Regions from separate parts of the Canis lupus genome. Here region 2 is linked to region 1. The links are chromatin contacts, called in public Hi-C maps. All regions are on one chromosome and are shown on one strand. The core of a region is the stretch at or near the end of the contact, and the rest is flanking DNA. Distances in the headings are between cores, read along the strand shown.

What was found. Hi-C and Micro-C count contacts between places; a contact is called where the count stands out from the background.
Region 2: a Hi-C map of blood shows a contact between it and region 1, with 4 times the contacts expected there. The contact joins the enhancer-like site here to the promoter of COMMD3 in region 1. A contact is called at or near these places in 2 of 9 Hi-C or Micro-C datasets (amygdala and blood).

What each region holds. Positions count from the first base shown.
Region 1 is chr2:8,647,801-8,650,705 of UU_Cfam_GSD_1.0, reverse strand. It overlaps COMMD3 (COMM domain containing 3), which reads left to right and starts at 1,379. Exons shown (of 8, transcript NM_001252346.1): 1 at 1,379-1,539; 2 at 2,863-2,905. The coding sequence starts at 1,401.
Region 2 is chr2:8,703,367-8,706,376 of UU_Cfam_GSD_1.0, reverse strand. No RefSeq gene overlaps it. Among named protein-coding and RNA genes, the nearest start is that of TRNAN-GUU, 19 kb to the left of the region's middle. Within about 2 kb of position 1,411, at least 13 of the 20 cell types and tissues checked have an H3K27ac peak or open chromatin away from gene starts, as enhancers often do. A contact at or near this core is called in blood, where this site is marked.

The sequences.
Region 1 (2,905 bases), core at 130-2,629:
ATTATTCCATTTGTGTCCTGTTGTGAAATCAGGTGCTCCTATGTATTGCTGCAAGGTTAAATCTTGACTGTTTTCATTAGAAACAATTTTTCCCCAAATAAGCACCTAAATTATTCCCACAGAAGTGTTTCACGTTGAACCTGCTTCAAATAAATAATCGCTCCTGAAGACTAAAACACCTTTCTTGTTCCTTATCCCTCCCCTCCACGCTTAAAGAACTTGCTTTTGAACTTTTCTTTTTAAACTCTTTGGATCAAAATTGCATCATCTCCTTTGTGTCTCGTTCCCCCCCCCCCCCCCCAAGAATTCACTCTAGTTGTCCAACTTCATAGACATATAAAGGAGAATTTTAAAACTTTATACAATGTGAGTCTTTAAAGTTACGGATATCCGAGACAGTAATCACTTCTAGTAAAGACCTTGACACTCCTAACTGTATCTTACTGAGATAACTGCCTGATACAAACATATGAAGATTGTTTAATTAAAACCATAGAGATGTCATGAGTACAGCAGCACAGAATTCGAGTCAGTTTGCTTTTGGATGATATTTATTTGCAGCGGCATGAGATTTTAATAACTGTCAAACATGTATGTGGATAATGTATTAATTCCTCAATTGTTTAGGTACAGCAAGAACACACGCACGTCTGTGCACACGCACATCCGTGCAGGAATCAACTGCCATATCCCAGCAATGACAATGAAAAAGGAGAAATAAACAAGGCTTGTTAGATGCCTACAGCCTCACTCACAAAAGAGCAATGCTGGGAGGTTAAGCTGTGGCGTAAAACAAAAACAAACACACACACACACACACACAAACCAAAAAAAAAAACCAAAAAAAACCCACAAAAAAACAAAAAACAAAACAATAAACAACCCCAAACCAAACCAAACACAACCAGTTGCCTCAGAATGGGAGCTTCCCGAAGGCTTTCGCGCTGAGGAACTAGGAAGGCGTAGTTTTCGGGGGACGTGGGGCCGGGACCCAGACCCCTTCCTCCCCGCCCCCGCCCCCGCCCCCGCCCGGGGGTCTTTCAAGGAACGCGGCGGCGGAGCCGCGCAGGAGCCGGTGACAGACCTAGGTGAGCCCCGGGTGGAGGAGAAAGCGCCGAGCGCGTCCACAAAGCCCCCGGGGCCGCGCCTCTCGCTGGGGCGCCGCAGGAAGGGCTGGACGGAAGCCGCGGCGCCGGGGAGCTCGGGGGCGGCGGGCGGTGGACGGCGGGCGGCTGGGCGCGCTGGCCGAGGCGCGAGCCGGGAGGCCGGCGGGGAGGCCCCGGGCTGGGAGGCCCGCAGCCCGCGCCGCCGCCCCGAGCCGCGTGCGCGCGCGGCCGCATCAGCTGAGCGCGCGGCGCGTGTCACGTGGTGCGCGTGTCGAAGGTCACGGCGCGCTCACAATGGAGCTCTCGGAGTATGTGCAGAAAGGCTTCCAGATGCTGGCCGATCCTGGCTCCTTCGACTCCAACGCCTTCACGCTTCTCCTCCGGGCGGCTTTCCAGAGCCTGCTGGACGCCCAGGCGGACGAGGCCGTGTTAGGTAAGCCGCTCGGCTCTGAGCTAGATCGGCCTGGGTGGAGGGGCGCTCCGAGAAGAGGAGCGAGACCGAGCGAGAGGGGAAAACCCCGGGAAGAGGAAGTCTCCCGGCTTTGCCCTTCGCTCCGGACGGAGTGTGGGGCTGTGAGCCCGGAGCGGCCCCTGACCATTGTTCTGGCCCCGGTTGGCACCTGCACATAGCCTGCCACTTGTTTCTGCTCCGATTTCTCCTCCCAGTCTCTTTGTTCCTTTGTAAAGCCCGTGTTAAAGTCTTGTTTGTGGCCTAAACATCCAAGGTTTTCAGCCTGGTCGGAGGCAGAGGCTGGTTGACACTTGGACTCCGTCAGGGTAGCTCCCTGCAATTCAAGCGTTCAGTGCGAGGCTGGCAAAGGTTTGCAAGAGTCTGTTTCCAAAGCAATTACCAGGTCACCAAGTGTTGACATTTCCCAACTTCGAAAATACCTCCAGTTCCTGTGATCACTCCAACACTCTGGTTAGATATGTTTTGCACAGGTTCCACGCCTAGAACCTTAAAATATGGTGCAGAATGTTTTGTTCCGCATCAGTTACCAGGAGGCAAGTCTCTTTTAAATGGTCCGGTCAGTGATTGCGGAGTGCCGTGTGTCAGTATGGATTGAAGGCATACTTTAAGACAGATCGCTTTTAGATCATTTTCTTAAATATAAATATCCCAACAATTCAAATTTTGTTTTTTCTGTAGTTTCATGATCTATAACACCTTACAAAAAAGTATGAAAGTGGAAGTTCTTCAAACGAAAATAGTAACCACCACCTGGGTTAATCTCAAAAAAAGGATAGCTGTCAAAATCTGAAAATATTTTGAAAATTGTATTACATATTCTGAACTCGTGCCCCGCCCTTCATATATTCATGTCTTTGGAGCCAGTTATTCTAAAAGTAATCGATCTTTAGAGGGAAAGTTTATTCATTCTTAAATTTACACCATGTAAAATATTTATCTTATTTTTCCTCTGAATTTACTGCATCCAGCATTGTAAGGACCAACTGTGTGGTTTCTTTTTTTCTTTGGGGCTACAATGTTTAAAAAAAAAAAAAAACAAATTAAGGCAAAATAAAAGAAGGTAATTGAGACTGGTAACAGCAGAATTACTGATGTATGCTCTTTATTGTTTTCCATTGACCTTGTTGTTCATCTCATTTACTTATAATTGCCAGTCCTTATAGTTGAGTTCTTTTTTGTGTTCTTGTTTAAGGGGATTTTTGCCCAAATCAAAATACTCAATTTAGAAACATGACTATAAGGAATTTCCTGTCACAGGCATCACTAGCAATTAATTTATTTTAGATCACCCAGACTTGAAACATATCGATCCTGTGGTTTTAAAACA
Region 2 (3,010 bases), core at 162-2,661, 56 kb before region 1:
AGAGATCTGCTTCCTTTCTCCTTTCTTTCACAAATAAATAATCTGAAAGTAAGATATATAACCTAACTATAATCAGAGGCAATTAATGAAAGCCAAGGAAGGTAACTTTTAAAAAGAAACATTCTAAGATTCCTTCAAAAAATACTTCTCTAATACATTTTTAAAAGTCTCCTTATAAAATTTTGATCTTTTCAAATAATTCCAGGAGCATTAGAGTCACATAAGGTATGAACATTTGTGTGTGTGTGTGTGTGTGTGTGTGTGTGTTAATATGGTTCTGACAGCCCACACAGTAAGGAGGTAAAACTGGCCAGAAGAATATAAAGACACCTTGGTAAATGTGAATAAAGTGAAATCCAAAGTGAAATAAAAACGTATGGGGAAGCAAAATCATTTTGTTTTCAAATACTGTATGAGATTAAACTTATTTTATCAAGACTAAAAGAGGCCCTCAGGTCAGAAAATGATGTCAAGGCTTTCACGTGTGTATTGGCTGAAGTCTTTTCACTTGAAATAATTTCTCTCAGCTGCTTCTTACAGAGCACGCAGGCAAATTCCCCCTGCCAAAAACAAAAAACCCAACCAAACCCAAGAGTCTCCACGAAGATTAAGCACAATCAGGACATACCACCTTCTGCCTTATCTCTAATGTAACAACATACTTCTGTTTCACTGAACAGCGCTTAGAGACCTTGACCTTCAAAATCATAAAAACGTCTAGACCAACTACCCGAGAACCCCGATTTGGGGGCGTTACGCATTCAAAACCATTGGTCTCTAGGAAGAGTTCATCTCCCCCCCCCCCCCCTTTTTAAGGGATCAAAGTCAGCTGCAAGTGTAAAAGAAAAAGTCATTTTTAAAAAAAGTTTATCCTTAAAAACGTATCTCAGCACCTGGCCTTCCTCCTGTTCAAAATAAACCAAGAGAACTCGGATTCACGCTGCCGTCTGCTTTTGCAGACCTCTCTTAAAATTGGCATTGGAAAAAAAATAAAAAAATAAAAATAAATAAAATTGGCATTGGAATTCCCCTGGGAAAATGAAATTCGGCTTCCACGTCTACCCAAAGCTTTCCCCGTGCCTTCGAGCGCTGCAAAAGCGAGATGCGAGATCCTTTTTTTTTTTTTTTTATCCCCCCCCCCCCCCCGCCCTTTTCTTCTCGTGGACGTATTCAGCGGGCGGCCACCCTGAGCTCCCCGGGCGGGCGGCGCTCGGCGGCTGAGACCCGGCCCGTCGCGCGAGTCCGGGGGCGGCGGGGGAGGGGCCGCCGCGGAGTCGGGGTTCCCGGGTCCCTCCTGTCTCCGAGCGCGGTCCCACCCCCACCCCGTCCCTCCCCGCCCCTACTCTCCGCACCGTTCGCGACCTGCACGCGCGCGCACACACACACACACACACACACACACACTGAAGCGAGACGCGCGGGGGGAGTGCGGGCCCAGAAAGGGAACCGAGGAAAAAGCGCCTGTGACACAAAATGGAGAAAGAGGAACCGAGAGGGGAAAGGAGAGAAGGAAAAGCAGGGGGGAGGGGGTCCCGGGGCAGACACGGGCGCGGGTGGCGCGGCAGGCTGCACGGGGACGGCGCCCCGGAGGCGCTCGCCGCGGGACGAAGGGGCAGACCCCGACGGAGCGAGAGGCCGAGGCGGAAAGAAAGACGTTCCAGAGGCCGAGGCTCCATTTTCAGCAGCGCCATATTCGCTTCTCCTTTCGCCGCTTTTTGTTGTAGGGTTTTGTTTGCAGCCGGTGGACGGGCGCCAGCGCGTTTCTGCAGCTTCAGCGGCTTTGGTCCGCCAGAAGGGGAGGGAGGGACGGGGCCCCCCGCCCCCCCGGCCCCCGGTCCCCGCCCCCGCCCCCAGCGCACCTCCTGCCCCCGCGCCTGGGGCTGCGCGTCCGCCTCCCGCTCTGCGCGGCTCGGGCCGGGACGCGACACCCGCCGGGGCCCCGGGGCTCCCCGGTGGCCGTGCGGTGGGCGCGTGCTGCGGCGGGGACGGCGAACCGAGACGCGTCGAAGAAACACGAACGCGCCCCTCGGGGAGGAGGCGGGGGGCGCGCGCCGGGGGGTGCAGCGAGGAGGGGCGCCCCGAAATAGAGGCTTCCCGGAGGGAGCTGGGGGTCAGGGGCGCGCGCGGGCCGGGGGCCCGGGGCCCCCGCCGCTGGGAGCCGCGGCTGCCCCGACGCGCCTCGGGGTTCCCCCCGCCGCCGGAGGAGCGGCCAAGGTCGCGGCCCGCGCGGGGCCCCCGGCGGGTGGGCAGGGAAGCGCCCCAGCGCCGGCCCCGGGCGCGGGTCTCCGCGGAGGTGCCCTCGCTTCCCGGGGATCGGAGGCGCGGTCGGAGTCGCGCAGCTCCTTCGAGGCAACTGAAAGCGGTTCCGGAAACGAAGTCCCGTCCTCTCACCCCAGGCGCCCCAACTGCTGGTTTCCGTCGAGTTACATCTCGGCCGGTCGGTGGTGCAAGTGACGAACGGCTGCAAAGTACATTCTCCTCGCGCTCCCGCTCTTTCCGCTCCGCTCGCGCTCGACACCGTCTTCGCGCACAGTCACGCTCGGGCGGGCGCCGGAGACGCCCCAAGGTTCGCGCCGCGGGCGCCCGGCCTGCCCCGATCTGCGATCTGCGAGGGCCCGCGGGGCTGCGGCCGGCCTGGACCGCGCGGGGCGGCCTCGGAGGGCGGCGGGCATCCCCGTGGGGCCCCCGCGCCGTCGGGTTCCGCGCGGTCCTGCGCCTCCAGCCCAGACGGCTGCTGCCCCCCGTGTCGCCGGGCCTTGGGTTCTTCGCGGTGCAAAGGGACGGTGGCTGCAGGGTGGAAGCGCCGGACTCTTCCGTTTGGCGGCGTGCAGCATGTCCAAGCGGAGACTCGGGGTGACCGCAATGGTAACCGAACCACACAAGGTCCCTGGGCGCGTCGGTTGAAACAGCTAAAAGCTGTTGAAACAGCTTCACTCCTGTCTTTCACCGGATCACTGCGTCCTCCTCTCCTGCCCAGCGCCACAAGCAGAGCACTGTGCATGTCACCGGC